Regions from separate parts of the Ovis aries genome. Here region 2 is linked to region 1. Evidence: chromatin contacts called from public Hi-C data. All regions are on one chromosome and are shown on one strand. Each heading gives the region's core, a stretch centred on a gene start, on an enhancer-like site or on the middle of the called end of the contact. The rest is flanking DNA. Distances are from core to core; before and after follow the strand shown. Region 1 holds the start of PISD (phosphatidylserine decarboxylase). Region 2 holds the start of YWHAH (tyrosine 3-monooxygenase/tryptophan 5-monooxygenase activation protein eta).

The links. A called contact is a pair of places that touch in the nucleus more often than the background predicts.
Region 2: a Hi-C map of liver shows a contact between it and region 1, with 4 times the contacts expected there. The contact joins the promoter of YWHAH here to the promoter of PISD in region 1. A contact is called at or near these places in 8 of 16 Hi-C or Micro-C datasets (blood, hypothalamus, liver and 4 more).

Annotation. Positions count from the first base shown.
Region 1 is chr17:70,242,798-70,250,492 of ARS-UI_Ramb_v3.0, forward strand. It overlaps PISD (phosphatidylserine decarboxylase), which reads right to left and starts at 4,201. Exons shown (of 10, transcript XM_060401333.1): 1 at 1-4,201.
Region 2 is chr17:70,398,607-70,406,301 of ARS-UI_Ramb_v3.0, forward strand. YWHAH (tyrosine 3-monooxygenase/tryptophan 5-monooxygenase activation protein eta) reads left to right here and starts at 2,701. Exons shown (of 2, transcript XM_042234097.2): 1 at 2,701-5,573. The coding sequence starts at 5,526.

The DNA of each region.
Region 1 (7,695 bases), core at 2,951-5,450:
ACATCCCTCACCATGCATGTCTGCAGATTTTTCTTGTGATGAGAAATACTCTCTTAGCAACTTTCAAATACACAAGACAGTACTAGTAACTCTTGGCCCCACACTATACAGTGAGTGCCTGGGACTTAGGTGTTTTTTAACTGGGAGTTTGTCTCTTTCAACGCCTTCATTCACACCTTGCCCCTCTTGAAACACACATAGCCTTTGGAACCCTGATTTTTCTGTCTGTCCAGTCTCCCTAACTTCAAACAGCTGCCATGCCTGAGGCTCAGACACCTGCTTTGTCTAGGCTTCGCCCTAGAGATGTTCACCCAGTCTGCTTTTAAACAGCCAGATGCAGAGGACTCTCCTCACTGCTACTTCAGAGACCTCCAGACCATATTTCAACCTGGCTACCCAACATCCTCACTTTGAATCACCTCAAACTGAGTTTGTCCAAAACAGATTCCCAACCCTCCCTCACTCCCCTTCAACAGCTCCATCCCCCAGAGCTGTCCATCTGTGGCAGAGATTAGCCAGCCGGTTATTAAATCCACTTCCTCTACCCAACAGATGAGATTTCCTAGAAGTGAGTTCTAACCACTGTGAGAACCATTCAGACTCCCCAGGTCCCCTCCCGTCCTGTTAGATGGAGGCAAACATGCAGATCCTGGGCAGCCATGTGTTACGATGGCAAGAGACAGGCCCTCAAATCACACTGCCCTCCCGATGAGAAGTGGCCTGGACTTACATGATAGAGACAAAAACTTCCACTGTGTTAAGTCATCAAGATGTTAGAATTTACCTGTTACCGTAGCAACGCTGCTATAATTAATACACCACCCCAGACAAAAGGCACCACAACTCCCCCAGTGCACAGGGGACTCCTTTGCAAGTCCTTTCTTTCTCACTGTCCACATTCAATCCACTGACAAGGTACGAAGCCCCCACTTTCAAAATACACCCTTATCTGCCTACTTCTCTTCTCTGGCCTGAGCCACTGGGTCTGCTGCTGAAGAGCTGCACTAGCCTGGTCTCCCTGCTTGGCCTCCATGTCCCATTTATCACAGAACATCCGGACTGACCTTTTCAAAACAGACCCTACATAAGTGGCCCTCTGAACCCCAGACCTCCTGCTACTTCCCCTCTCCTCACACGTCCACCCCCACCCCTTGCACACCCACGCCTCTGCAATGCTGTCTCCACTGGGCACACCCCTCCAGCTGGTTCAGTCCCTCCTCACTCAATTCTCTGCTCAAATGCTTCCTCCTGACCACAAGCCCAAGAGTTCTCTCTTTGGAGCGCTAACTCCTTAATTAACTTCCTTTATTTTTCTTCTCACTACCTGAAATGAACTGATTTTATATATATTCACGTTATTTCTATCTGTACTTGTCGACGAGTACAGGGGTTTGTCTGTCTTCCCCCTGGACCTCAATCTCAACAGCGAGATTAAGCTTCAGAAAAATGAACAGCTAGGTTCAATCACATGTACCTTCTGTATGGCGAACCCACGTGCACCCCCTGCAAGCCCACGATTAAGCACTTAAGTCTGACTCTGGGGCTCAGATCTCTATTCCGCCACTTGTTAACTAATTCTAAGCCTCAGTTTCTCCACCTCTAAAAACAGGACCCACCTCATTAGGAGTAAATGAGACAATCACATAAAACCTTAATCCCAGGCCCTGGTATCTCGCTACATATTACTCTTATCAAAAGTAACACAAGTGATGTTCAGCTGGCACACTGGGGTGGCCACATCAACTGTGACCCCTGTTCACCCTAACTGGTCTGTGTCCACATTCATAGTTTTAAACTATGTTTATGATTTATTTTTTATTATTATTTTTGACCGTGCTGGGGCTTTGCTGCTGTGAAGCTTCTCAAGCTGTGGGGAGTGCGAGCTACTCTCTCGCTGTGGTGCCTGAGCTCCCAATTGCAGCGGCTTCTCTTGTTGCGGAGCACAGGCTCTAAGGCTCAGCAGTTCCGGCTCCCCGGGCTCCAGAGCACAGCTCGACGGTTACTGCAGGTGAGCTTGCCTGCACCACGGCCTGTGGGATCTCCCCAGAACAGGGCTCGAACCCATGTCTCCCGCATTGGCAGGCAGGTTCTCTACCACGGAGGCACCAGCGAAGCCCAGTTTTAAAGTCTCTTTAACATCACCTCTGGTAGTAACACTAACTATAGTCCTTACATCCCTCCTGCTTTTTGGAGCTGTGACAAGTTCTCCTGAAAATGAACTGGCAGGTTTCTTAAGGCCTATTCCATGTTCTATCTCGTACTATTTAGCCGTGTTCCCTCTCGCTTCTTCTAAACTGTAAAGTTCTTTCAACACAAGGCCTGTTATCTTTTAATTCCTCTCTCTTCTCCTGCCCTCCCCGTTCCCCCCGATCCCTGGCACTGTAGTTGACGGTGGCAGGAATGTCATAAATACCCCTGAAGGAAGGTCTGACACGATCATGCACCACCTAGGTACTATGTTCATATAGCCTGAACCAAAGAACCGTCCAGAGCACCCATAAAAAACACAGTTGCTAGGGCCCCAGCCTACACCTACTGAGCCTGCATTTGGCAGCATTGTGGGGATGTACCTGGAAATCTCTTTTACTAATAAACACCCACTCCATTCTTTTATCAAATTTAGGAAACATGGCCCTAAATTATCATTTATAATTACTTTCTCTATTCTCTCACCTGTCATATATCACTCAGTTACTGGAAAACTCTGCAGTATGAGGCTTTCAAATATATGTCTCACAAACAGACACTGCTTTACTCAAAAATCATGGAAATGTTATCTTTTGGGGTTTTTTTGCATCTCAATATAGTTTCCATCTGGATATGTAACAGCTTTGAAAACTGAATTACTGTACCCAAATCCTCACTCCTCCTACCCAGTGGACCTAAATCCAGCTGTCTCTACCTATACTGGTACTAAAGTTTCGACTTTTTTCCCTTTTTAAATGATAGTGGGTGAAGTCATCTTCCTCACCATCGTTAAAAAAAAAAACAACACATGACAGTCATTTCTTTAGTCTTTCCAACTTATGACACATTTTACTACTGACTCATAAACAGCACACCTGGTAACAATAAAACAACAGAGACCCTCTTGTTCAAATCCTAACAGTTACCACCACACTGTGGAGCCCTCTCCTGAGAAGTTACACCATTTCTGAGTAGTTAATAATAGGAGAGTGAAGCTTTCCTGTCCAGGGCAATGGCATTTTCTGTTCTCTCTCACCCCGAAACCAGTGTCTCTACTTCCCAAAATTATAGCGCAAGCTCTGATTCACGCTGACAAAATGAAGCCAGTCCGAAACACGAAAGTTGTGGGTCTCACAATCTTAGCTCTTCGAAATGACACCGAGCAACAGATTCTGAGTTACAGCAACCAACATTTTAATCCATTTTCCGAGAGTCCAAACGCTCCCATGCTAGTTCTTACATAAGCTATTTCGAATAATGAATGTCCTCACGGTGGGCAGCCTGAAGGAAAGGTCCCTGCGTGAGACACAGAGGTACCTGGGAAGGAGTCTCAGCTCTGCTGCTACCCGGCTGGGTGGAACTGAGCAAGTCCTTCCGTCTATCAGGGCCTCGACTTCGCCAAAAAGAAAGGGCTGGATTTATGACCCCTCTAACAATCTAAGAGTTGACGGTCACCAGGGTAACCGAGACCCTATTTCCATCATGGACTATTTTGAGATTACGGAATCCTACCCTCTCACTTCAGAGTCCAAGAATCCAAAGTGAAAGCCGCCCAACTCCCACTCCAGTGCTCTTCCCACATCTCGGCGCCCGTCCCAGCAATACGACTCCCAGAGAAAGGAGCGTCCAGCCCTGCCTCGGCTCTAGTGGCGGACACGCAGCCCTTTTCACCTGGTGTAGAGGGTGCTTTTTGTTTCTATTTTTGTTTTTTTGTCCCTTGTGGAGTGGAAAGGACAAAGAGAGAGGTTTAGGCCAGACTCGGACCGTCCTAGGCGGAGGCAGCCGCACCTGCGCCCGAGCTCGAGGTGAAGGTGAGTGGCTCCGTCTCCACTCGAGCACTCCTGAGGGCGAGCCCGCGACAGAGAAACGACTCCTCTCTCTAGACCCCGGCTTGGCTCGGGCCGTCCCTCGCCCCGAGGCAGGATCCCCAAACAGTTGTACCTGCTCCGCCACGCGACCCCGGGCAGCCACCTCAGACATCCCTGCCCCACGGACGCCGCCATCTTGTCTCCTCCTTCTCGGCGGGACACGCCCCCTTTTACACGCGGGTCGCACGCATGTGACGTTCCGAGTCGCGACCTCTCGGGCCCAATGAAGAAGGCAGAGTGTGGGGGGGCGGGGCTATGTGTCTAAGCTCCTTTGACCGCCCCTTTAGGCACCTGCAGAGCCGGGTCGGATAGGTGAGCAAGGTGGCCGCGCCCACTGTGCTAAACCTGGACCTGGGCGCCGGGTTGCCAGTTCTCCTTCCTCCCTCCGACGTGCGTTTCCGCATGTGTCCGGAAAATCTGACTCACCCAAGATCTGAGAATGGATCAGTTGAGCTAAATCGCTCATTTACGGGTGGGGAATCTGAAAGCGTCCACAGCTCAGCTGCCGTTGAGTAAGCGCTTCTTAAGTGCCAAGCTCTGTGCTAGTGACTTAGCGTCCACGGTGTCTCATTCTTCACCTCCCATCGCTGTACTATCAGGGAGTCCAGAGACCAGAGGTCTTGGATCACCTAGAAATGCAATTAGTCGTCGCACGAAGTAACTGATGTGACAGTGAGTGCTCCTGCAGTTTCCTGACCTTCAGGTTTAAGTGAAAATAGACTTAATAGTATCTGCCTTCGGCAGCTAGCTCTGAGAATTATTCTTAAAGATAGAGAAATCAGAGCTCAGGAAAGCTAACCATTAGAATGCTAAAGGGCATACTGCTATAAAAGAGAAAAGCAACAATTTGAACATACATCTCTAGTTCCAAAACCCATGAACTAAACATTCTTCCTTTTAAGCCCTTTGCCTAGAATCTGGCTGAATATGGGTCCCCAAACTAAAGGAATATAGCTCTGCTTTTTCCTCCCTAAGCTGCTAATTGTACTTGTCTTCACCAGGCATTTGATATTTGCCTGGTGCTTGCAATTATTGACATTTCTATATGGTTGGTTATGCTCAACTAGGACATAACCAGGCCCTACAGGGAGCCTAACAGGCATGGGATTTCCTGTTGAAGAGGAGACATTTCCCTTTATGGTTTTCAAAAGTCTGAAGGGGGTGGGGAGTATAGAATGGATTTTACTATTCATTGAGAGTAGTAACTCAAAACCAGGGTGAAAAAAGAAGTGGGAGAGGGGGATTATTTCAAAATGAAGTGCATTTGTGGAAACTGAATATTCACATGGTGGCTCAGATGGTAAAGAATCTGCCTGCAGTGCTGGAGACCTGGGTTCAATCCCTGGGTCAGGAAGATACCCTGGAGAAAGGGAATGGCTACCCACTCCAGTATTCTTGCCTGGAGAATTCCATGGAAAGAGGAGCCTGACGGGCTACAATCCATGGGGTTGCAAAGGGTCAGAAACTACTGAGCAACTAACACTTACACCATATACAAAAATTAACTCAGAATGGATCAAAGACCTAAAGCTAAGAACTACAACTGTATAAAACTCTTAAAACAAGGGAAATTTTCATGACATTGAATTCAACAGTGATTTCTAGGATATTACACCAAAAGCATAAGCAACAACAAAATAACATAAGTTGGATTTCATCAAAATTTAAGTTTTGTGCATCAAAGGACACTGTCAATAAATTGAAAAGACAACCCTGAGAATGGGAGAAAATATTTGCAAACAAACATATCTGATAAGGGTATGGTCTCCAGAATATATACAGAATTACTAAAACTCAACAACAACAACAAAAAACACCAAATAATCCAATTCAAACATAGGCAAAGGACTTAAACAGACATTTCTCTAATGATAATATACCAAAGGCCAATAAAAGATGCTCAATGTTACTAATCATTAGGGAAATGCACATCACAAGCACAGTGAGATATCAACTTCTCACCCATTAGAATGGCTATAATCAAAGAGAAAGGAGAATAACAAGTGTTGGCAAGGATTTTGAAAAATGAGAACACTTATGCATTGCTGGTAACAATGTAAAATGGTACAGCTGCTATGCAAAATGGTTTGGTGGTTTCTCAACAAGTTAACCACAGAATTATCATATGACCCAGCACCTGTGTACATGCTCACTCTAACTCTGCTACGGACTGTAGCCCACCAGGCTCCTCTGCTCATGGGGTTCTCCAGGCAAGAATACTGGAGTGGGTTGCCATTTCCTCCTCCAAGGGATCTTTCTGACAGAGTTCTTTATCACGAGTGCACCTGGGAAGCCCCAATCAAGCACCCGGGTATAACCTAAAAGAATGGAAGCAGGGACTCAGAGATTTGTACACCAGTGTTCATAGTAACATTATTCACAATAGCCAACAAGTGGTTCAGTAGATGAACAAATAGAACTGAGACATCTCTATATAATAGAATATTATTCAGCCATAAAAACATGCACGAAGGGACTTCCCTAGTGGTCCAGTGGTTAAAAATCCTCCTTCCAACCCAGAGGTCATGGGTTCAATCCCTGGTTGGGGAACAAGGATCCCACAGGCTATTGGGCAACTATTAAATAAATCCATAGTCTTGAACCCCTGAACCCCCAAGCCACAACTAGAGAGAGAACCCCGGACACCACCTGAAAGACCTCCTATGCTGGAAAAAAGATCTGTGAGCAGCAACTAAGACCCAATATAGCCAAATAAGTAAATATTTCTTTAAAAATATATGAGTACTGATATATGCTACAACAGGAATAAACTTTGAAAACACTATGGTAAGTAAAATTAGCCAGTCACAAAAGGACACGTATTGTGTAATTCCACTTATATGAAGTGCTTGCTGCTCTTTAGTTGCTCAGTTGTGTCCAACTGATTTGTGACCCCATGGACTGCAGCCCACCAGACTCCTCTATCTGTGGGATGTTCCAGGCAAGAATACTAGAGTGGGTTGCCATTTCTTGAATGGGGGCTTCCAAGGTGGCCTTAGTGGTAAAGAATCCTCCTGCCAATTCAAGAGACCCTGGTTTGATCCTGGGTTGGGAAGATCCCTGGAAGAGGAAATGGAACCCACTCTAGTATCCTTGCCTGAAAAGTTCCATGGAAAGAGGAGCCTGGTGGGTTACAGTCCATGGGGTGGCAGAGTCAGACATCACTAAAGTGACTGAGCATGCAAGCAATAAATAATCTACTTTTTGTCCCTATAGATTTCCCTATTTTGCATTTTCATATGAATGAAATCATATATGCATTTGCATAACTGGTTTCTCTCAGCATATTTTCATGGTTTGTCCATTTTATAACATGTACCAGTACCGCATTTTTATGATTGAATAGTATTCCATTATATGGATAGACTGCATTTCTTTATCCATTCATAGTTAATCACTTCTACCTTTTAGCAATTATGAAAAATACTGCTATAAACATTCATATGTGGTTAGCTGTATAGACATGTGTTTTCACTTCTCTTCTGTATATACCTAGGAGTGGAATTGCTGGGCTGCATAGTTTAATTGGGCTTCCCCAGTGGCTCCGCCATGGCTCAGAAACAGTATGGACCTAACAGAAGCAGAAGATATTAACAAGAGGTGGCAAGAATACACAGAACTACACACACAAAAAAGATCT
Region 2 (7,695 bases), core at 1,451-3,950, 150 kb after region 1:
GGTGGCCACAGCCCTGGCCAACTAGGTGGAGGAGTGGGTGTGGAGCCAGGATTGAGGGGTGGTGGGAGGTGGAAACAGTGATGTTTTGGGAGAAGAAAAGCGCCTTATGGGAGTACCAGCGCCCCCAACTTGACATGTATGAACGTCAACATCAGTTACTTGGAATGCCCCAGTCTACCTGATTTTCACTGTTTTGAAATCACTCTCAGTCCAACATGATCGGAAGCCGGAAGGGCTCAGATCCGGCTAAGGACTGGGAGGAGCTACGGAAGCACCCCTCAGAGCTTGCCCTCCTCCTGCCTCTCACAGGAACCTGTCCTCCTGGGGCCCACGATGTACGATAAACTAGTATCTCTCACTCTCTGGGCTTCCCTGGTGGCTCAGACAGTTAAGAGTCTGCCTGCAATGCAGGAGAACCAGGTTCGATCCCTGGGTTGGGAAGATCCCCTGAAGAAGGGAATAGCAAACCACCCCACTACTCTTGCTTGGAGAATTCCAGGGAGAATTCTCTTCAAGGCATGGAGAAGCCTGGGGTGGGCGCTTCCTTCCAGACATACACTAGCTGCTGTGTCATGGGTCCTCACCGCAGCATCACAGCAGGAAGAAGGCAGCCTGGGAGGCAGAAGACCTAGTGCGGAGGCCCTGGCTCCGCTGGCTGTGCAAACTGGGGCCAACCGCTCCTCCCTGAGACTTCGCTCTCCCCTGCTGCAGGATACGGGGTCAGACAGTGGTGAATCCAAGGGGCCTGCCGGCTCTGACATTCCAGGATTTCTCCTATTCTATAGGACTTTACACAGTTCAAGTCTAGTTCTACAGGTGGTAAAGAGAAGGCCCACTCTCAGTCCCTCTCTCCCCCTTCTTTTTAAATAACTTTCAACATTTATTTCTGTTCTGACTGCACTGGGTCCTCGTTGCTGCTCTGGCTTCTCTCTGCTGGTGCTGAGCTGGGCTGCTCCCCGGCTGCCGTGTGTGGGCTTCTCTTGTTTCGGAGCACAGGCTCCAGGGCACATGGGCTCAGCAGTTGCAATTCCCAGGCTCCAGGCCACAAGCTCAACAGCTGTGGCACGCAGGCTTAGTTGGCTCTATGGCATGTGGGATCTTTCAGGATCAGGGATCGAACCCATGCTTCCTGCATTGGCAGATGGATTCCTTACCAATGAGCCACCAGGGAGGCCCTCCCACCTTGTAAAAAATATTTATTGGCTGTGCTAGGTCTTAGCTGTGGCATGTGGGATCTAGTTCTCTGACCAGGGATGGAACCCTGGCCCCAGCAACGGGAGCGTGGTGTCCCAACCACTGGACCACCAGGGAAGTCCCCTTCCTCTCCATTCTAATGCATCTGACTCTGCGGAGCAAGAATCTGGACCCAAAATATCTCTTCTGTGCCTCTGGTACTTCTCAATCACCCAAGGGTAAAGCCTCAGATCTTCAGTCTGGCATTGAAAACACTCCATGATCTTGTTCTATTCCGCCTCAGGTCCCACTGCCAGGCCTCTCTCCTCACTGCCAAGCCCTCACCCTTGCTGGGACCCCACTCCCTAAGACCTTTTCCCTGACTCACCTCCTTCAACGTCTGGCCCCCCTGCTCTCGAGTACTTAGGTCTCTGATTCTCAGAGGCAGGCACTGTATCCTACTCTGCAGCTACTCCTTTCCCCAGCGCTGAGCATGTAGTAGGCACTCGATAAGATCCTCAGCGAGCAAAAGGCCCCTCCCTTTTCCTGCACCTCCCTTGGCATGCTTTCCTAAGTCTGGCCAGGCTTCAGTCACTGGGATTTTCCTTCCTTGCCCAGAGCCTGGCACCAGGGGTCCTCGCCGTGGAACGCCAGGACTGGGCTCAGTGAACAGCTGGTCCACTCTCCTCTTTCCCACAGGGGGAATCGTGCCACAACCTACAGGCGGTGTAACCTTGAGCACGTCACTATTCTGGCTTTGAAAGATGGGGAGGCCAGCAGCGCCCACGGGGGTGGGGTTGTGAGCATTAAACAGCATCGTGCCTGCAAGGGCCTATAGCACCAGGCCAGCTCCTAGCAGGTGTGTGGTGTTACCTGTTCCAGCGGGGCCTCTCAGTCCCTCCTCCTGTGGTGAAAGGGACAAGGCCACCTCCCAGGGCGGGGACCCCGTGAGTGAATGTGCGTGGGGCCGTCCCCGAAGAGTGGACCCCACCCCGCCGGGCCAGCGCGCAGGGTGTGGCCCACAGAAGCCCAACCGCCAGGCTGGGCGGGCGCGCGTCTGTCCGCCCGCCCCTCGGGCACGCGGTCTCCTGGCTCTCTCAAGCACTAAGTGTCTTTGCTTTCGGGTCCCTCCTCAAGCCAGACGTCTATCCTGAACTCCGAGCCGCCTTTCTGGCTGGGGCCGCGACAGCGCGCGGCCTGCGGGGCCTCTGTGACCGCGCGCGGCCCGCCGCCCGGCCCGCAGTCCCCACCCCGGGTCTCCCCTCTCGCACCTCCACCTCTGCGGCGGTAAAATGCAGCACTCGCACGGCGCCTGCGCGACTCTGGGGCGGGGCGGTGGCCGCAGCTATTTATAGAAGGTGACGTCACCTTGAAATAGACCGTTAGGGCCGGGCCGCCCTCCCCCCCCACTCGCGCCGCTCCGCGCCGCCCGGCCCGGCCGCTCCCACTGCGCAGGCGTCCTCCCGTCCTCCCATCCCCCCCGGCGCGGCCGCCTGTCCTCCCTCGGCGGCGTCCGCGGCGCGAGCCACAGAGCGCCGGGCGAGCCAGCGAGCGGGCGAGAGGCGCTGCCTGCTGCCTGCAGCCTCGGCCGGCCGGCAAGCCAGTGCGCGTGCGCGGCGGCGGCCTCCGCGGCGACCGGAGAGGACGCGCGGGCGAGCGAGCGGAGCGGGAAGCGAGGCGAGGCCGGGCTCAGCGACATGGGGGACCGCGAGCAGCTGCTGCAGCGGGCGCGGCTGGCCGAGCAGGCGGAGCGCTACGACGACATGGCCTCCGCCATGAAGGCGGTGAGCGCGCCGGGAGCCCGGGCGGTCGGCCGCGGGCCCGGCGTAGGGGAGGGGTGGGCGGCCCGGCGGCAGCCCCTTCGGGCCCGGGGCGAGCCCGCCGCCCGCCTGGGCGCGGCCGCCGGCCCGCAGCCCTCGCTTCCCGCGCCCGCCGCGCGTCCCGCCATTTCTTGCGGCCGGGCGGGGTGGGGTCTCCAGGGAGGGGGCGCAGCGGGGACCCCGCGGGCGGACGGGGGGCGCGGCATCCCAGCTTGGAGCCCCGAGTGGGGGAGGGTGCGTGGGGGAGCCGCATTCCTCCTCCGGCCAGTTCCGCCAGGCTAGGGCACCCCCTCTCGCTTTCCTCCACGCACCCCAACTTGTAATAAAGAATCACCTAGTGAGTGGCGCCCTGTCTCCACTGGTTTCCGCTGCCACGACCCGAAGTCGCTGTAATCCCGATGCGCTTTCGTTCTGCTCGCCTGAACCGCTCTAGTTCCATCCTCCACCCCCCGGGGTCCGCTTTGTGTGCCGAGACCCCTACCCTGCAGTCAGGCGAGGGCGTGGGGCCCCCTCCCATGTCGGATGCTGCGTCCGTCTGCCTGGAACCCCAAACGGGTTGCGACTCCTGGGCCAGCCGAACCCATGTGCCTTTGCCCTCTCGAGATCCTCGGAGACCCGCCTGCAGCTCCGTTTCCGGGGAAGGAATCGTGGCCGGCCACACCCTGGCCAGTGCCTTGGATTAGACACCACCTGCGTGTCTGAGACCTAGAGTTCCAGCGACCCCCTCACTGTTCTGTCTCCTCGTAGTATTTCACGTCTTCTCTAAATGAACATCTCTCTGCATCAAGGTCACAGGGCTAGAGCCACAGTGGGCAACCTGCCCTGTTCACCCAGCCCACAACCTCCTGAGATGGGGTGGATCTGCTGGGGCCCCACCCTAGACCTGCAGACTCAGATACTCGGGGGGTGGGACTCAGAGCTGCCCTTGACCCATCCCTCAAGGCAAGTGCCAGTGGGTTAAAGTCAAGAATGACTGTCCTGGGTTATTTAGCTCCTTTGCCCTTTTTTCCTGGCTTGGGAGGGGATTTGGTACTGAAAAATCCTGAAATACACTGGCTCTCTAAAATTTCAGAGTCATGTGAAAGCTCCTTTTTAAGGCTTTTGTTATTAATACAAAATCTGTCGTTGTGAAATCTGTTGTTGGGGTCCAAATTTAGGATTATCCAGGTAAGGAGGGTACTTGAAGCATTATCTTTTTCCATGTCATCCACATCATACCTTGAACCAGGTGTCTGGAAACTACCATCACCACCGCCCAATTGTTGACTCCTTGGTTATCTCCACTTGAGCCCAAGCAGGGTGTTAATGGGCTAGATAAGAAGGAGCTTTTCATCCACACCAGACGCGATGTAGTTTGGAACCTGAAGTCTGTAACTCTGAGGGTCTCATAAGAAAATAAAGATTTAATAATTTAGCAGATTTTACAGAAATAAGATTGACTATGAGTGCATTTCCTCGCAAGGAGTCCTGAGCTTAATCTATGGGACAAAGCCACTTCTGTCCACTCAGCAAGCCACACTAAAGTGCGCCTCTTCTCCCTAGTCGCTGAGTGGCACTGGGGTTGAGGCTGCTCTCTGGACGTTTTAGTGAGGCCCTCACCTGTCCTACCAGTGGGACCTGAAGACTGCAATGTTAGAAGCCTTTTGAGGACTAAAAAAGGAGCTGGAAACAAAGTGATTGAGATTAAGGGGAAATGACTAGAAGGCAGTTGTGGAGCTGTGGGAAACCGGAAATTTGAAATGAGAAGTAAGGAGAGAGTGCACAGATGTAACAGGAAAGGGATAGAGTTTGCACAGAAAAAATAATTGGTTTTCTGCTCTTTGTAAGCAGGCTTGAAAAATGCTTTCCTGTAGCTTCCTACTTGTGTCCACAGATTTTCTATGAGACATTAAGGTAGGATTTTGCAAAGGTGTATTGGAAACATAACATCGGTGTCAGAAATGATTGGTGGGTGGATAGGCTCCTGAAAATGCAATCCAAGCTCTAATTATGTCATCTCAGAACTGTGAGACCAGTCCCTCAAGGCAACTACTATTAAAATGAGAACTTTTTTGGTCAATATGCCTGTTTCTTCTATTAAAGAAATTTTTTTTTTCTCATCTAAATTAATGGATATATTTATTAGAAAGGACTCAGCAAGGTCAGTGGAAAACTTTCTCACATTTTACCTAAGTTGACTTTTGAACGTTTAATTTTTACTGTTATTTAGAAGGCTTAGTCCCTATTTCACTAATATCCTAGGCCTGAAATACAGCTTTTGGGAGGATTTGGGATTCTGTTAACTCTCTGGGTTTATGGGGGTTTTCTTCAGGGCAGGTAAGTAGACTGCTGTCAGGCACCTGAGTGAGGGAATGCTCTGATGCGGCCACTCTGTGACCTTGAAGCTCACAATTTCTTGTCTCCTGGTCCTCTGAAGTGCAAAACTAGTTATGTTGGTGTTACTGTCAAGTGGGTTTTTAGCTTTCATTTTTCTAACTTGTCTTCTGTTTCCTTTATCATCTAAATGGTACCTAATAATATTGCCTGCCTGTAATGACTGATGTTCCTTATGCTGCCAGCGTCACCTGGAGGATGGTGTTGGTAAGGCCTAAAAAAAAAATCACGAATGTTGAAAACAAAGGTGTTTGTTCACATCAGTTGAGAGCTGCAGTTCCCTGCCTCATCCCCTAATTTGAAGAGGCAAGAAATGTTTTTGAAGTTAAGTAAAGGTGTGTCTTCCAGCTCATCTCACACCTAACTGCTTACATAGAGTGGAACAGTGGAAAGAAAAGTTGTGAAAGATTCTGGAACCCAAGTCCTTGTTAGACCAGGCTTAGAATGACCTTATGCAGTTCATCACCTCATAAAATGAGCCTAGTTTCATGAGAACTATGAAATAATCCCATAATGTGGGATAAAAATATTAGTGCATAAATCTGAGTGATCTAAGGAAAGAGTAATCAGATTTCTAATGAATACTCATGGATAGACATCATTCAGTCATGTCACAACCCTTAGTCATCCATACTGAAACGGAGGTGGCAATCGTGGGGTTACAAAATGTCAAAGTACTTGGGATGGCGTGGTGTGTTCTAATACTGTTGCACAGTCATTGACAAAGGATGGAGAGAAATACACCTGAAGGACTTGAAGGCTGTCTGTAGAAATCTCAAGTGCAGGCAACAAAGCTGCAGCTTTTGAGGCCCAGCGCAGTGCTATAGCTGTCAGATCTCAGGAAGTAGGGAGTCAGCAAGTGGTCTGCGAAAGGAGAGCACGGCTGAGCGTCCTAGGCTGGGACGTAACCCATGTTGCAGATATGGAAACAGGATGATTCTGAGGTGGACCAGGACTGTGATCAGTGTGGCATCCTACAGCCACGTTGGTACTACCTTTGAAATGTGCGTGAACCAGCAAGCCGTGCTGCCCATGTGAGTATCGCTTTGTCTTAACGGCTGGGGAAGGAAGAGGGCTCTGCTTTGGTCCTGCAGTATTCTCAGGTAAAAAGACGTTCACTTGGTGAGCAGCTCACATAGCTTTGCTGCACTGACATGAGCTGTCCCCATCTGGATTTGGGGTTGCTAAATTATCCCCAAAAGAGCTCCTGCTGTCAAAAACCCCACCTTCCCTTTAAAGAAAACAAAAATGTATTTTCTCATCTTTGTCTGGAACTTAATATTAGTGATAAGACTTCAGTGTCACACTTTTTCGGAAATAATGACGAGGGGGATACCCCAAGTGTGTGTTCCACGTTACAGTTCATCAGGTTTATTAAATTGACCGTTTTACCTGTTAGGCACTCGGTAAAGGGTGTCTGATTCCATGTGTGCCTTCTCATTTACTCTTGAGAACAGCTCTGGATGGACCCTGTTACTAACTCCATTTTACAAATGAGATTTGAAGAGATGAATTTCCTCAAGGTGGAGCTGTAAAGTGAAGATTTTGGCCCTCAAGTTTAGAGCTCTCCCTTTAACCCAGTGATGATGCCCCATGAGGCTGAGGGATCGAGTTTCTTTCTCGTATACTTTTCTGGTCCTTTAGCCATTGTCATCATTGGTCACTTAAGTTCCGTGCCAGTCACGTAAGTGGGCTTACTGAACAAATAATTCCCTCTATTAGATAGAAGTCATTTATGCCAAGTTTAATTAAAGACAGTATCTGCCACTTATGGGTCTTAGCTACAGCAGGGGAACATAACTGGATTATGCTTGGTCTGTTAAAGACCGTTTTTTTTTTTTTTTTTTTTTAAGCTTAGGAAGCAAAATATTAATTTGAGTTCCTGCTATGAATTGAGAAGTGCAAGACTATGTTAAATTATAGTTTTAAGAGATTGTTTCTCCATATTGTGTTTAGTATATTTTACAAGCCTAGAGACTGCCTAGGTTTCAGTGTTTAGGTTGGTCAGATTCTCCCACGTGTCTAGGTCGAAGCCGGTGGAAACTGCCCCTCCTGCTCCTCACCCTGCAGTGGCATCCCCTCCTTAGTGGCAGGTTTTGGCACTTCTGTGGTTGGAACCTGCACAGCTTCTGAAGATTTTGGACCTGGTGCCTCAGGGCGGTAGTGTGCAGTAATCCTGTTCAGGTGGGGTTGTATTTAATGCCAGTCATGGCCCATGAAAATGTCTCCTTAAGCCCAGAGCAAGACAAAGGTGGTTTCTTAATGATACAAGGGTAGCTATTTTGACCGATAGTGAGCTTAGAGGAAATAGTCACTACCTGAACTCACC